Linked DNA regions of Mus musculus: region 1 is linked to region 2. A link is a contact called in public HiChIP or PLAC-seq data. All regions are on one chromosome and are shown on one strand. The core of a region is the stretch at or near the end of the contact, and the rest is flanking DNA. Distances in the headings are between cores, read along the strand shown.

Region 1 (4,088 bases), core at 1,549-4,048, 260 kb after region 2:
ACTTAAATGTATTAATATTTAACAGTTACAGCAATCAGGTGGTTCATATACAGTAAAAAGAAGGAGTAGGCTCTACTCCTTCTGTATCATCTGGCTTTCTATTTGCCTAAGAGGCAATACTGCAACATTTTTAGTGAGGTTTACTATAAACACTTCAAATTCATTTAAAGACAAACACATTGTCTTTTTAAAATGAATTATTACATCCAAATTTATTTAAATATGTATATTATGTAACTATGTAAATATATACATTACACATACAAATGTGTATATTTTAATATTAAATTTTATGTTCCTATTTGCATATGCAACACGTGTGCTGGTACCTTCTGGATTGAGTTGTAGTTACTTCCAGGTATGATGAACTGCCCAATACAGGTGCTGGGAACCAAACTCCATTGGAAGAGCAAGAAGTGCTCAAACTGCTGAGCCAGTTCTCCAGCCTCCACCATGTGCATGCTTTTAAATGTATTAAGTGCATATGCATATATTTAACATAACTGCTCATGAAACACAGCCATAATAATATACTTTTTTTTTAAACATACAGTCTTCTTTTTTTTAAGATTTATTTATTTATTACATGTAAGTACACTGTAGCTGTCTTCAGACACACCAGAAGAGGGAGTCAGATCTCGTTACAGATGGTTGTGAGCCACCATGTGGTTGCTGGGATTTGAACTCTGGACCTTCAGAAGAGCAGATGGGTGCCCTTACCCACTGAGCCATCTCACCGGCCCCAATAATATACTTTTAACACACTAAATAGTAAAATACTGTTTCAAATTTGCTCTTTTCCATTTAATGTCTTGTAACTATTTATTCTTTCTAAAAGATATGTATGAATCCAGAGAATACCAAAGACTAACTATTCTATTGATGGGAAAGATTATCAATTGTTAAAAACATCGTAACTTGGGGTTGGAGATGGCTCAGCAGTTAAGAGCACTGACTGCTCTTCCAAAGGTCCTGAGTTCAATTCCCAGCAACCACATGGTGGCTCACAACCATCTGTAATGAGATCTGACACCCTCTACTGGTGTGTCTGAAGAAATGTACTCACACACATAAAATAAATAATTCTTTTTAAAAAAAAATCTTAAAAAAAAAAAAAGATGTCTAAGTATCACATCACCACCCTGGAGCTGTCGCTATGCTGGAAATGACTGTCCCCACATGTACCATACCCCTTTTTTATATGTACAGGCCCTCCTCTGGGGTGTCTGAAGACCGCTACAGTGTACTCATAGCAACAAATCTTTTAAAAAATCATAACTTGGTACAATTTCTAACACTAAAATATATATTATATATATGCATAAATACACACCATCAAAACAAAATAAAAACATTTTGTTCAAAGTAATTTTATAGCTATGCATCAAGAAGGCTGGCAAGATGGCTCAGCAAATAAAAGTAGGAAAGCCTGACTTTGCGCTAAAAGAGGGAAGTAATGAGTCCACAAAGTTGCTCCATGTTCTCTATGTGCAGCATACTGTGGTGTACACATACCCACATTCACACCCACATGCAATAAAGTAAACAAAAAATCAAAAAGAACACAAAATAAATCTAAAATAGAAAGAAAATGTAAGCAGTGATTAATAAAATAGGTTTACAAATGTTCAGAGATAGCCATGGTGGCACATGCCTGAATTCAGCACTCAAGCCAAGACATAAGGATTTTGAATCCAAAGCCAGCCTGGGCTATACAAGACCATGTCTCAAAGGAGAATGAGGTCTTCAGTGTGCACACTTGCAGCAGTTTACTAGCATCATGTCAGCATGCATTCTACAGTGCACGATGTGCTGGCCACTCTGACGTTTGCTTTCCAGATTACATATATGTGCTGGCTACTGAGTCCACTGGCTCTCCCCTTCCTGAGTTTTCTTCAGATACCTGACATACAAGCAAAATTTTCACCTAAAACATGGTTTTTAAATTTTTATAGGAAGAGGACCTTGGTCCTGTGAAAGTTATATGTCCCAGTATAGGGAACTGACAGGGCCAGAAAGCAGGAGTGGGTGGGTTGGTGAGCAGGGGGAGAGAGGAAGGGATAGTGGGTTTTCAGAAGGGAAACTAGGAAAGGGGATAGCATTTGAAATGTAAATAAAAAAATATCTAATTTTAAAAAAAGAAAAAAATTATATATTACTTCTAGAATTTGAAATAATTACTTAATAGACCTTGTTATTTTAGTCCTGTTGGCTAAAATTAAAAACACTTGTTATAAATAAATATACAACCCTAAAGGAAATAACAGAAACAATTAGTAATCTCCCCCATGTTCTCTTCATAAAGATTTCAAAATAAATCTAAGGTTATACATAGGATGTGGGTTCTCTCTGGGAGTAGTATTACAGAAGGTCTGTGGTATTAGCAGGGTCATGACACAACACAGGTTGCTTAGTCTTAGATGCAAGTGTAGAGCTTACATTTTTAAAGTATTTTTTATGTTACAGACACAGAGAAAAAAACTACCAAAGAAGAGATTGTAGCACACAAAGGCAGAGCCAAGCTCTCTCGCCTTCAAAACTACTTTGTTTCTACAGAATACTTTCAAAAAGCTATCTCTTAACTATTTTAAAGGTTAAATAACATTTTATGGCTATATTATGAAATTAGGTTCAACGGTCAGAGAGGCCACAATATTAACTTACAGCAGAGTGAGGACTGTTTTGTTCTAATTGGTTATTTTCAATTCGTCTATTACAGCCAAAGGCCTTATGCATTGGAACTGCACTAGATGACTGCAAGACAGTTGACAGGTTGCACCCTGAGCCAAATGGTGCTGAAACAGAGAACAAGCACTAACTTTAATAAGTTATTACTGATTTCCAACGCAGTCCCAAGGACAGGGAGCACCCTGGCTAATAAGTGAAGTAATACTGAAACATTGAAAACAACCACTAACTTTAATAAGTTACTACTGATTTACAACGCAGTCCCAAGAAAAAAAGTTAATCAGAACAGAAGATGTGGTAAGTGGTAACCTCTCCATGACTTTGAGGTGACTCATTTGAAACATCTAAAAACAAATCACACTAACCTTGTGTGTAACTAACTGATGGATCCTCAAAACAGTTTCCTGTAACTTAAAGTTATGAACACAAAGTTTGAGTAGTCTTTTTAGTAACCAGAAGAAAATGAAAACACATTTGAGTATCTATAAGATATGTGTTCTGAAAAGTACAGAGGAAGAAAAGAAGTCAGACTTATTTTTCTAGCATTTTTTTCATGGCTAAGTTTGACTTACAAAGAGAAACACATACTAGTATTTTAGAGTGACATTTCTGACAAGATTGGACAAATGTACACATGAAAAGATCAGCCTTAGACACAAAAGCTAGAAAATGTTTCTTATAAATTGTAGTTTAACTAGCAGTGAATTATTTTTGTTACAGATATTTAAAATTCCACATAATTCTAAGTTTCTAAAAATGATGAGATATAATTTACATTAGACATTATTTGAAATAATCTTAGGTTTAAAGAAAAACTGAGAAGGTATTTCCATGTACCGAGCAGGCACTTTCCCCATTAGCATCTTACATTCTTCAGTTATGTTTGTAAAGATTCAGGAACCAGTACTGATACATAATTATGAATGAAGCCCACAGTGTACTCAGCTCTGTTTTCTGTAGCTCCGGGCCTGACTTCCCCACTTGCTTTTTCTGTTGTAAGCATTGACCCGAGACATAGCAATAGATTTATTTATGACTTTAGGATCCTTTGGCTGTAACAGTTTCTCAGATTTGTATTTTTCTTTTTTCATGGCTTTGAGCTTCTCTAGTCAAGTGTTTGCAGACTGTCCACAATGGAACATGTGTGCAGGAAGAAGATCCTAAAATGCCATATACAAACTCTAATGACAAGACAGCAGGCAGGGTGGGATAGTCCCTATGCCCAGCTCTCTTTGTTGAGATAGTTACAAACTAGCTATTTCTACATTTTAGAATGCCTGAAGCAAAAGCCCTAAAAGAGAAATATTTTACAATTTAATTAAGTTGTTCAAAAGGGAAACAATAAAGAAATATACTTTGAGGATCAGATGGAATCTTATCAAACAGAAAGAAGTTTGCCA
Region 2 (4,029 bases), core at 100-2,599:
AAAATGTCTATGTGATGACAAAGTGCACCTTCAAACATTGACACACTGAAACATTTGTAGTATGGAAATGACTATGTGATGACAATTAAAGTGCACCTTCATTCATTCCCAAGACATACGTGGGCTTTTGTTTTCTCAATGTGAAGTTGTTTTACATGTTCCTTTCAGTAAACTTCCCCTGAGGTTTAGAAGTTTATAATTGAAATTATATTTCTTTCCCATCCTTGGGTCTTAAGACTCTCCCTTAAATTATTAAGCCTTAAAATATACTCAGTTACATATCACTTCTGCCGACAGATCACTGGAGATTCGTCTTACCTAAGTGGTGACCACTTAGGGAATTTGAGCACTTCCCGAATTTTCCTAGCTGCTTTGTGAACATGCACTTACCACTATTTGCTGCAGGACTCTGTAGCAGGACCTCTTCATGGACTGAAGCCGTAGCCAGATACAGAAATGCATGCAACTGTTAAGTTTATCTGCCACTAACTGTATGTTAGAGACTGCATTACATGGTTCAGATAGGCATCAACACATTGAAATGTCGCAACAGGTCTGTGAAATACATCTTTACACATAAACGTACTTTTTAAAGGGCCAGATAATGTTTACTTTAGGACTTTTCTCAGGAAAAGTCATAAAGTGAAACATAATGCATAAAGTAACCAAGAATGCAACACGCAGAGACCAAAACCCAAACGTGAGAGACAGGACAGCCATTGCAGCATCTGCCCGGTTTTCTTTGCTGGAACCATGTCCAGCAACAATGCTGACTTCGTGATGTGACTCCTGCCATTTCCAGTGGATATAGCAGTGACAGTGTCCACTGAGAAGATTCTGATAGGAAGACAGCAGTCTGTCCCCTGTCTCCTAAACCCACAGAATGTACATTGTGTCTGATTCAGAAAGAGAATTTGCACACACTCATAGTTACTCAGTGCAAATGTATAAACAATACAGTTATGAAAAATGCACTGTTTATAAGTGCATAGCGTTTCATACAAAGATTGGCCCACACCCTGCTCTTTACCAACACGAAAGGCCACTAAGTCCATAGGAAATGCTTGAAGTAAAAGTTAAGAACAGAGAGAGCAAATGAGGCCTTGTTATCCATGAGCTCACTCAGTGTCCACTTTTGTATGCTTGTGTATACACGGGTACAGGGCCATTTACCAGAGCATGGGTAGCCTCTTGAGGACCCAATGCCCGAGGCTGAGCCACTCCCTCCGACAAGAGGACTCGGTTGCCAGTAGGTACTCATCTTGGGGCCATACCTCCTGACTTCCTCTTGGCTCAAAGACGTTAGTTCATCTGCTGTGCAGTCATAGCTGTGGGTGGTTCATGTGTGCAGGTGTCCTGTTGTACCGTGAGCGCCCCCTGCCTGCAGTCATCCTTCCCTCTGGCTCCTACAGTCTTCTCACTACATCTTATGAAGGAAATGTACTTTTTATTTTATTTTTTTTAACATTCATTTGTTGTGAGTGAGAGTGTCCTCAGCACAGTGTGGCAGTCAGAGGAGAACTTGCAGGAGTCAGGGTCTCTTCCACCATATGTGTGCTGCAGATTAAGCTTAGGTTGTCACACTTGGTGACGAGTACCTTCATCTGTTGAGTCATATCACTGCTCCCAGAAACTTATAATTGAATATATGTGTACACGTGTACAACTGTGTATGTGTGTGTGTTCTTTCTTTATTCTGGATCATCTGACAGAATGGAAGAAACCAAAGAAAAATAACCAATTAGTATCATATGGTAAAATCCCAGCTGTCCATGTTCAGAGTCAGAAACACAAACAGCTCATCCAGAAGAGGTTAGAGGTGCATCACTGACAAGTTCTGCCCCCAGCTGAGCTGAGGCTGGAGTCTGAGTCTGTACCTTAGGCTGGGGACTTGGTGTCATACATAACAGGTATGTCATTTTTACTTAGTTTTTTGCAAACCAAAAAGGATATAAACTTTTTGAAGATGCTTTTATTCCTAGTTTACATGAGATTGTAGACTTCTAATCAAAAAAATGCCTTCATTTTTTTTAAACTTCCAAGATTTTTATTTTGAGTTGGATTGTTTGGATCCATGAGGAAATGTCTGGAGAAGATAGATAGGTCTTTCATCCCCTTTCTTTGAGCATCTAGATAACACCTGATGCTACTTTTAAGGATGAGTTGAGACTCAGCAGTACTCGGAGGACTGGCGTGCAGGATGGATAAGAGAGATAGTAGACAAAAAGGAAGAGCTAAGCTGGAGTTAGATCTTGAAGTATCTAGGAATACAGTCTGCAAACTTAAAATATCTCTCTCTCTCTTGTTTTTTTTTTGTTGTTGTTGTTGTTGTTGGTTTTTTGTTTTGTTTTTTTGCAAGACAGACATGGTTTCTCTTTATAGCCCTGGCTGTCCTGGAACTCACTCTGTAGACCAGGCTGGCCTTGAACTCAGAAATCCGCCTGCATCTACCTCCCAAGTGCTGGGATTAAAGGCATGTGCCACCGCCACCACCGCCCGGTTTAAACTTATAATTTCTAAGCTTCCATTATACATTCAGTTCCGTGGGTTTAACTCTCAGTAGACAAGGGTTATGTTGAATAGAATTAACTAAGTTCACAATGGCTATTCTATCAAAAGGTTTTTTTTAAATAAAATCTTTATTATTAAACAATTTATATAACATAAAATTTGTCCTTTTACAAAACTCAGTGGTTTTTTCCTGCAGCATAATCTGAAGCCAGCATCGCTTTCAAGTTTAGAACGTTCTAACAACTTCATGCAAATATATAATGTACTGTGATCCTAGTCACTGTCTGTACCCCCTTCACAACTGCTGCTGGTCCCCTTCTTGCCAGCCAGTCCCCCTCAATTCTTCACCTGTGTTTATGTGTGTGCATGTGTTTACAAGTTCATAGGCAGCATGTGCTTTGTAGAATCTCAAAACAACAACAACAAAACCCTTTGGTAGCAGTATGTAAGATTATGAGTTGAACGACAAAGGCAGAGACACTGGTAAAAGTAGTTTGCAGTGATAAAAGCTTGAATGGCGCAGCTTAGGAGATGTTGGAAGACCCTGCATTAAAGTCGCAGTCCACCATGCCCGGATGGCTTTCTGAACTCAGTGCAAAATGGAGGACTCCCTTTCTCAGCAGGGTTTCCTCTTCTCTGCCTGACCTTGTCTGAAGAGTGTCTCTAAGCACAGGTGCCTGGCCTTATCTAGAGGATGACCCTGCACAGAGCTTCCTGCAAGCCCTGCATGATTCAGCACAGAAGTCCTGCTCAGCCTTTCCTGCTATATGATAATTAAGTACTGTATTATGACCAACCAGCCCTTCCTACCTGTTACCCCAATAACCTCTAAAGAAAGCCACATAGTTCATAGACAGATTACAGGTTCAACTTCTCTCCTGGTAAGAAACTGCCCGTCAGGTTCTTGGAATTCCTCTTCATGTAAATGCAGCATGCCCAGCAACTCAGCCCCAGCCAATAATGTACACCCACCCTGACAATCCCTACCCAGGCCCTCAAATCTATATAGCCCTTGTTCACCTTGAATAAGGTTGAAGCTAATCCTGGAAGCCACTCTGTCGTACTCAAAGCTGTCTGAACCCTACCATCTCATGCCTCTGCTCCCCTCACCCTTGTAGGCCAATGGCCAAAGACCTCTGAGGAAAGGGAGACCCACAAGGAGAAACAGGAGATACTTGGCCTATCTAAGAGATAGAACTGAACAAACTAGTAATTAGGTAGAGAAATGAGATGTCAACTTAGAAGATTTAGGTTTCTGACTAGGTTGGCCTGGGTGGCTGATGATGTCATCAACCAAAATTTAAAATGAGTGTAGGCGAAGGATAAGTTTAATTGAGGACACAGTGAGTGTGAGATTCCTAAGGGACATTCAAAGAGCTAGGGACAAAAATACTGTTGAACATTCAAGAGAAGAAAATCCTGAGGAGCCTAAAAAAGGAATGCTCAGAACTAGAAGCAGAAAGCCATCCTGAAGGAAAGGAAGATGTATGTAATCTTGATGCTCTTTAGAGGAGGGTA

The links. HiChIP or PLAC-seq counts read pairs in DNA pulled down with a chosen protein or histone mark.
Region 1: a BATF HiChIP or PLAC-seq map of CD8 T cells shows a contact between it and region 2, with 6 read pairs. The contact joins two enhancer-like sites. A contact is called at or near these places in 2 of 39 promoter capture datasets (the HPC-7 cell line and pre-B cells), 1 of 15 datasets of contacts at CTCF or cohesin (large pre-B cells), 3 of 484 Hi-C or Micro-C datasets (B cells, Th1 cells and pre-B cells) and 1 of 115 datasets of contacts at active chromatin or transcription factors (CD8 T cells).

The regions. Positions count from the first base shown.
Region 1 is chr5:107,774,608-107,778,695 of GRCm38.p6, forward strand. All of the region lies in intron 18 of Evi5 (ecotropic viral integration site 5), which reads right to left. Among named protein-coding and RNA genes, the nearest start is that of Gm42147, 35 kb to the left of the region's middle. Within about 2 kb of position 2,799, at least 26 of the 459 cell types and tissues checked have an H3K27ac peak or open chromatin away from gene starts, as enhancers often do. A contact at or near this core is called in CD8 T cells and Th1 cells, where this site is marked.
Region 2 is chr5:107,512,447-107,516,475 of GRCm38.p6, forward strand. Btbd8 (BTB (POZ) domain containing 8) reads left to right here. Exons shown (of 18, transcript NM_001378266.2): 18 at 1-114. Among named protein-coding and RNA genes, the nearest start is that of 1700028K03Rik, 20 kb to the right of the region's middle. Within about 2 kb of position 1,350, at least 31 of the 459 cell types and tissues checked have an H3K27ac peak or open chromatin away from gene starts, as enhancers often do. A contact at or near this core is called in CD8 T cells and Th1 cells, where this site is marked.